Linked DNA regions of Zea mays: region 2 is linked to region 1. A link is a contact called in public Hi-C data. All regions are on one chromosome and are shown on one strand. The core of a region is the stretch at or near the end of the contact, and the rest is flanking DNA. Distances in the headings are between cores, read along the strand shown. Region 1 has its middle 22 kb from the start of LOC100280385. Region 2 holds the start of LOC100280867.

The links. Hi-C and Micro-C count contacts between places; a contact is called where the count stands out from the background.
Region 2: a contact with region 1 is called in a Hi-C map of tassel, with 3 times the contacts expected there. The contact joins the promoter of LOC100280867 here to the enhancer-like site in region 1. A contact is called at or near these places in 2 of 25 Hi-C or Micro-C datasets (ear and tassel).

What each region holds. Positions count from the first base shown.
Region 1 is chr4:183,109,533-183,113,064 of Zm-B73-REFERENCE-NAM-5.0, reverse strand. No RefSeq gene overlaps it. Among protein-coding and RNA genes, the nearest start is that of LOC100280385, 22 kb to the left of the region's middle. Within about 2 kb of position 2,209, at least 18 of the 20 cell types and tissues checked have an H3K27ac peak or open chromatin away from gene starts, as enhancers often do. A contact at or near this core is called in ear and tassel, where this site is marked.
Region 2 is chr4:183,221,140-183,224,616 of Zm-B73-REFERENCE-NAM-5.0, reverse strand. LOC100280867 reads left to right here and starts at 2,221. Exons shown (of 1, transcript NM_001153787.1): 1 at 2,221-3,041. The coding sequence starts at 2,404. The coding sequence ends at 2,757.

The DNA.
Region 1 (3,532 bases), core at 960-3,459:
GAAAATTAACTTTAATTTAATTAGACGTTTCAATTATCCTAGCAATTATTTAAATGGTCATACGTAACCAGGGGCGGACCCATTACAAGACGAGAGTGAGGGCACACTTGTAAAGACGAGTACCAAAATAACATAGCGAAGGCATCTAAGTTAAATTGAGTAGGGGACCTAATTTTGAAAATTTGTACTCTACTACATACGAGAGAAAAACGAGTGGAGGCCTGTGCCCTCACTACATTAATCATCGTAGGTCCGCCGTTGTATGTAACAATTGATTTTAAGTACACTTCATTCTATTTATTGTTTTTAATAGACAAATCATAGAACAAACAATAATATAGAGCATGCATAGAATTTAAATGTGCACTAGAAAATTGTTAAAAAAATTCAAAAGGAATACTATTTAAGCACCACAATTATACCAGAGAAAAAATTAATTATACTCAAAAAAGAAAACACCTCTAAACGATGAATTTCATAAGCTAGTGAAAACATTTGTGGCCGAGACATGCCATGCGTGGCTGACGGGTGGTCTAGCAGTGGTAGCCCATCGATAACGCATCTTAGCATGGTAGATAGGCGCGCCCAAAAGACGCACGCGACAGGCACATCTAGTGAGGGTGGGCGAGCGCGGCCGGTGGTGACGTGGCAGCACACGCAGGTGCGAATAGTGATGACGGTGTGTGAGCATAGTGGGTACGACTAGGACTGGGCGTTCGGGTTTACCCGAAAATTCGGGTCGGGCTTTTCGGGTTTTTTAAATTTCGGGTTTTCAACAGTTGAACCCGTACTCGTACCCGAAATTTCGGGTACCCGCAATTTCGGGTACCCACAAATTCGGGTTTGGGTTTGTGTAAAATTCGGGTACCCGTTATTGCCTTTGACAAAATCACAAACTCAAATCACAAACTCAAATCACACTTGGTTGTTGCCTGTTGGTCCACTCGGGCAATGCATGTGCGTGGCGGGCGCCTGGACGTTGGCCTGGACGGCGCCTTGGTGAGGCCGCGGCGCCTGGACGCTAGCGTCGCGTTGAGCGCTGGTGGCTGGCGTGCGACCGGCTGGACAGGTTGCAGTTGTAGCCTAGGCGATGGCCAATGGGGGGCGTGCCGCAGCCGCCGCTGGTGCCGCGCCAGGAACAGCCGCCGCTGGAACAGCCGCCGCTGGAACAGCCGCCGCTGGTGCCGCGCCAGGGACTCAGGACAGCCGGACAAGGAAGACAGGACTCAGGAGTTAGGGTTGGCTGGATTGGGAGGTTTCGATTTCGTAGTAGGCTGCCAACTGGGCCGTGGGCTGTGGAGCTTGCGCTCGGCCTGGCGCCTGGCGGCCTTCTAGTAGAATGGATATCGGGTAGAATGGGTACTTCGGGTACCGCGGGTTAGTACCCGATTAGGCCCGAACTTAGTTCGGGTATCCAGTTTCATTACCCGCTGGAGCTATTTGGGTAACGGGCTTCGGGCTAAACGGGTATGGGTTCGGGTATTTCGGGTATAGGGCTTCGGGCTCGGGTTTTATGCCCAGGCCTAGGTACGACGGGTGACGACTGGTGGCGGCGCACGAGCGCGACTGGCGATGGAGTGGCAACACGCAGTAGTAACGGGCGCGCCGACGCGGCTTGCGGCGGTGGCATGCAATTGCAAATCAATCTGACTGTAAGGATTCAATATACAACATACATCTGACCGTAAAAATTCAATTTATATCATACATCTGATCGCAAGACTTTAATTTAGATTGAACATATGAGTTTAGAATTGATTAAGTATGCATGCGGAGATAAACCCTTTAGCATAGAATGGTTCGGTAAGGACGGTGACTTGCCGACTTAGTGGAGGGTTGGTATAGATTAGATTCATAACAATATTGAGGTAGAGAAGTGTTGATAACATGTTCTATAATGTTATTACAGATTTCTGAATTTGAGGTCTAAGATCTTACGTCGATAACGAGAGAAGACTTATTTCTTGTTTATCTTCCTGCGGCAACGTACGCAGAGACAGGAGACAATTGGACGGGATCTATGCCTCTCTAGACGTGCTTCAGTGATTCATTCCATGGTCGACGAGGAGCTCTGGACTCTGGTGGTTTGTCTCCGGATGTTCGGCACTTCACACTTCGGAGCAGCGACACGTGGCAACTCAGAGCTAGAGATGGGAATGGAATGGGATGGGAAAGAAACTCTGGACTGAAAGGATGAAGATGTGAACTGGAGGCCCACGGGCTCGTTTTCTTTATGAACCAAATTTCACTACGATCCAGATAGGTCGTTCAGGACACTGGATTAGGGCCCCCTGTTTCTCTTTCACTGCTTCCGCAAAAGCTAGGGCGCGATCTGACAGCATCAGGCCGTGGCATCTAATTAAAAATTGGGCTTTGCTTTGGGTTGGTAGTCAGCACATAGCCACATGGGTTAATTTAAGCTTGCGTGAGGTGTCTGCGTAGCTGGTCCAGCGTGTCCTAGCCTAGAAAGACTAATTAATACATGTCCTTTTGACTTGAGCATCCGATTCCTTTTTTTTAAATGTGATAGATTTTCTTATATAGGGTTCATTATCAACTTCGTTCATCGTATTGTATTTCCTACGATGGGGTCAATAAAACAAGATCCGTGATACAAAATACTTCGGAGAATTTTTATGTGCCAGCAACTTGTGCATTAGATATATAGCTATTGTATGGGTGAACCTACAAACAAGTTATATAGATGACCGTTATAGAAAATACTTTACTCTTAATATTGTTGTTTATGATGTTTAACACCAAGGTTTGCCGAAACACGAGTCATATAAGTTTGTGCGTGCTTCAGGGGTATGTTTGGTTTGGCTTTTGAGTTTGGTTTTCTCCGTAAAAGTCAAAGTCTAAATCAAAGGGCTAGATTCAAAAAGCAGTTTTTTCTTCTTCTAAAAACCGACTTTCTCGTAGTGCAAAACTGAAAGCACTACTGGACCTGCTTTTAGTGGCTTTCGGATGGAACTGTGAAAACGTATATCGAAGAACTTTTAACGGATTTTAGTGGTTTCCACCAAACGGTTTTTAGCTTTTTAACAGCTCACAGACCACGACAGTTTTTTCCACACCTCACAGCTCACAACAACTTTTATCAAAGCCACAACACAACCAAACACACCCTGATAAGTAATAGCTCTTGCTGACGTAAGCAGCGTCATGACAAGCACCTCAATGTTGTGCAGAAAAAGCAAATACGAATCCTCAAGATAAGGAAATAAAATTGCATGGACTCTGAGTTAAGACCTAGGCGTGCAGTTACTCCACTACATGCTCATAGTTGTGACTTGTGAGAGTAAAGGAGTGTTTAAATGCACTAAGATAACAGTTAGTGGCTAAAATTAGTTGAGACATCCAAACACCTTAGCTAATAGTTGAGCTATTAGCTATTTTTGTTAAATTAGTTAATAGTTAGACATTTATTAACTAGCTAATTTCATTATCAATTTTTAGCCAACTAACTATTAGTTCTAGTACATTCAAACACCCCCTAAGGTTGTTTGCTTTGTAGGATGATATAATACAG
Region 2 (3,477 bases), core at 972-3,471, 110 kb before region 1:
CTCGATCAGCTCCATCAAGTTGTCGGTTACCTTTGGCACACATAAATTTCCTAACGGGCGGGATTATTCATCGTGATGCGTGGGGCGCCATCTTTGTCCATTTCCTCGAAATTTGTGAGGGTACGGCAGCTTGGGTTTAGCCTTGACATGATATCTATCCATACATAGTTCCCGAAAAGTAAACATACTTACCTGCTTCATCATGAAAAAAATACATATACTATGAAAACGAGCCAAAAAAAAAAAAGCTCCAATCATTCAAGATGACAACCTACATACGTACTCCCATGATGATGATGACATTGACATTGTCCGTGAGATCGATGGGCAGCCGTTAGATATATATAGGCACCTGTACCTTTTCTTCAAACCTAGCGAGTTACGTGTTGTATCCAAAGTGGAAGACTGCGAATGATCGATATGTACGTATTCGTGGCGTGTTATTCGTCTCGCTTGATGATCTCTAAGACCGGCTAATCAGGAACCCAAAAGACATATATTATCCGGGGGGGGGGGGGGGGGGGGGGGGGCGAGGGAGGTTGGAATTGAATGCATCCATCACCGTTGCGGTCTACATCGACCGAAAATATCTGCGGATCAGCAACCATCAGCATACAAGTATTCATGCATGTAGTGATGTTGGAGTACACAGTACACACACATTCGTTGGCGAGAAACAACTAGAAGCTAGCGGACACCAACCTCGTTGATCGGTCGGAAAAAAGGAACCAAATCCAAGGATTAGGGTCCGTTTAGTTTGCTTTGGTTACTTTAGTTCAGGAACTAAAGTTTAGTTAGGAGACTAAAATTTAGTACGTTTTTTAGTTACACTGTTTGATAATTTAAAGAGTAAATAAGACTAAAATAGAAGAAATAATCTTTAGTCCCTTTTCAAACCAAACGAAACCTTCATCATATGCCGGCTATATATGACTAAACGGGTCGGCCCGGCCCGACCCAGCACGGCCCGTGGTGGGCATGACCCGTTTTAGGCACGACCCACGAGGCTCGGCTAGTGAATCGGATCGTACCGGACGGGCTCACGTGCCGCTGTAGTGGCTCAGGCACGGCCCGTCGGCCTGGTAGTCGTGTCGGGCCGGCCCGGTAGCACGCTGACCCATCTGAGTATATTGTATAATTTAGCAAAAATATGTAGCTAAGGGGCTCGAACATGCACCCACGTGCATGAGAGACTTAAACACACCCACCTAACCATACGGCTATAATTTTATCGTGTTATATGTTGAATTATTATACTTAATATATTTAAACTATTAATTTTAAAATAAAAATATAACCGTGTCGTGCCCATGCCAACACTACGGGTCGAAATGCCAGCCCGGACACGGCACAATAGTCGTGTCGTGCGAGGCACTAATACTATGCTAGCTAGGTCCGGTCGTGTCTGGATCGTGCTTTTTCGTGTCATGTGACCTGACCCATCGTATTAATGCCAAATGATCATCTATAATGCCGGTCGAGCCCACTCGATTCGATTGGGAGGTCAATGCAATAATACATGCAATCTCCAGCCATCGTGCGGGCAAGCACCAGCAGCCATCATTCATCGATCGCGCGCAGCAGGTCAACTGACGACGCGGCTCGCCAGCCAGCCAGCGTTCCCCCACTCGCCGGGATCTCGATCCCACCACAACCCCCACTCTCCGCCCGCGTGGCCCACGGTCCACAGGAGGACGACGACCCCCGGGCCTGCACGGCGCGCGCCATGTCCTCTCCGGCTCCGATCCATCCATCCACAGCCACCCATCCTCGCCCGTCCATGTCCGTCCGACGAGCAAATGGCAAATGCCACACCGTAGCAGGGCATCGATAAGGCTACCTTTCCTTCGTCCTCACCGTCACGGCGTCGCGGCCACACCACCACCACCGGTACCACCACCACCAAGACTGGCTCGCGCGCACGACACGCTAGCCCGACGCGACCGCACGGCACTGTGGTGACCCCGCCCGGCCGTCAGTTCAGATGCAGCGGATGAAACGAAGGTTTTAGTGCGATCTCTCTCACCCAGCCGGAGATGAGGCCTGAAAGAGGGGCAAGGAACACCGGCTTTCCTTTCCGTTGCAACACAAAGGACGTACTGGTACGTGCACTCGCACCCCCGGCCACTAGCTAGCCAGGCATTACCGCACTTAACTAGCGGCGGGTCCCTCGGTCGGCCGGCTCCCTATAAAAATTAACCACCACGAGTGCCACGAAACACCTCGCACCACACCGGGCGCTCTAGTGCGAACGCTGTGCTTGGGCCTGCACTGCACCGGTCGCGCGCGGCCTGCGACTGCGAGCCGAGGAATCCAAGAAGCCGGGCCGGCCGGAGTGTCGATCGTTGTTTCCGCCGGTTGCGAGATCGGAGCCAGCAAGGACAGGTCGTCGTGGGACTAGCCATGCTGCACGCCGAGGAGAAGAAGGGGAAGGTGAAGAGAGGGTGGCTGGCGGTGCGCGTCGGGGCGGCGGAGGGCGACGGCGGCTCCCAGCGGTTCGTCATCCCCATCGCGCACCTGTACCACCCGCTGTTCCGCCGCCTGCTGGAGGCCGCGCGCGACGCCTACGGCTACGACTACTCCGCGGGCCCGCTGCGCCTGCCCTGCTCCGCCGACGAGTTCCTCCGCCTGCGCGCGCTGGTCGAGCGGGAGACGCCGCCGCACGCGGCGCCAGCGCCCGCGTCCTCGCACCGCGTGCACGAAGGCGGACACTACTCTACCCTCTCCCCGTGCACCCGCGCCAAGGTCACCTCGTGATCGATCACGGCCGGCCGGCTGGCCGACCTGCATGATCGGCTCGTCGAACTCGGCTTTCCTACGCGCGCGCGCGGCGACCGCGAAGAAGTTTCCCATGTCTGGTGGTGGTGTACTGGTATGTAGTGTAGAGATTAGTTAGCCCGGCCGTGCATGCATGGGGGTGGGTGCTTCCTCTTTGATCTCCAGTTTTGGCTGTTTGGTCTTCTCTTTTTCTGCGTTTGGTTGTGCAGGCGCATGTGCTGTGTACTAAAGAATTAACAGATGGATCAGCGTATGATTACTACCGTAGCTGAGTTAACACTCAATGCATACAGTTGCAGTTCATCATCAGTCCTGGCCACTTGGAAATCCAGCAGCTACCTGCAGGTTCTAGAAAGACAGCTGTCGGAGAGCAAATCTCCGGCCGGGTGGCGGAGTGCACCCGCCCTAAATCCTAAGATGAGGAGGGGCTTAAGCGTTTTGCTTGTTAGTTGGAAAATTGGGAAGAAACACTAGAGCACACAAGGAATTAGAGTGGTTCGGGCCGCCGGAGCGTAACACCCTACTCCAATGTGTGATGTATTGCTTGAGAGCTTGTATGAACTTGTGAGTGTCTGAGTGAGCCTGAAAGATTGAGCCTGTGTATAACGTTGCATGACTCCCCTTTTATAGTTGAAGGGCGGCATGCACAAAGGTACTGAGCCCCGACATGTGGGCCCAGAGACATAAAGAATATAGCGC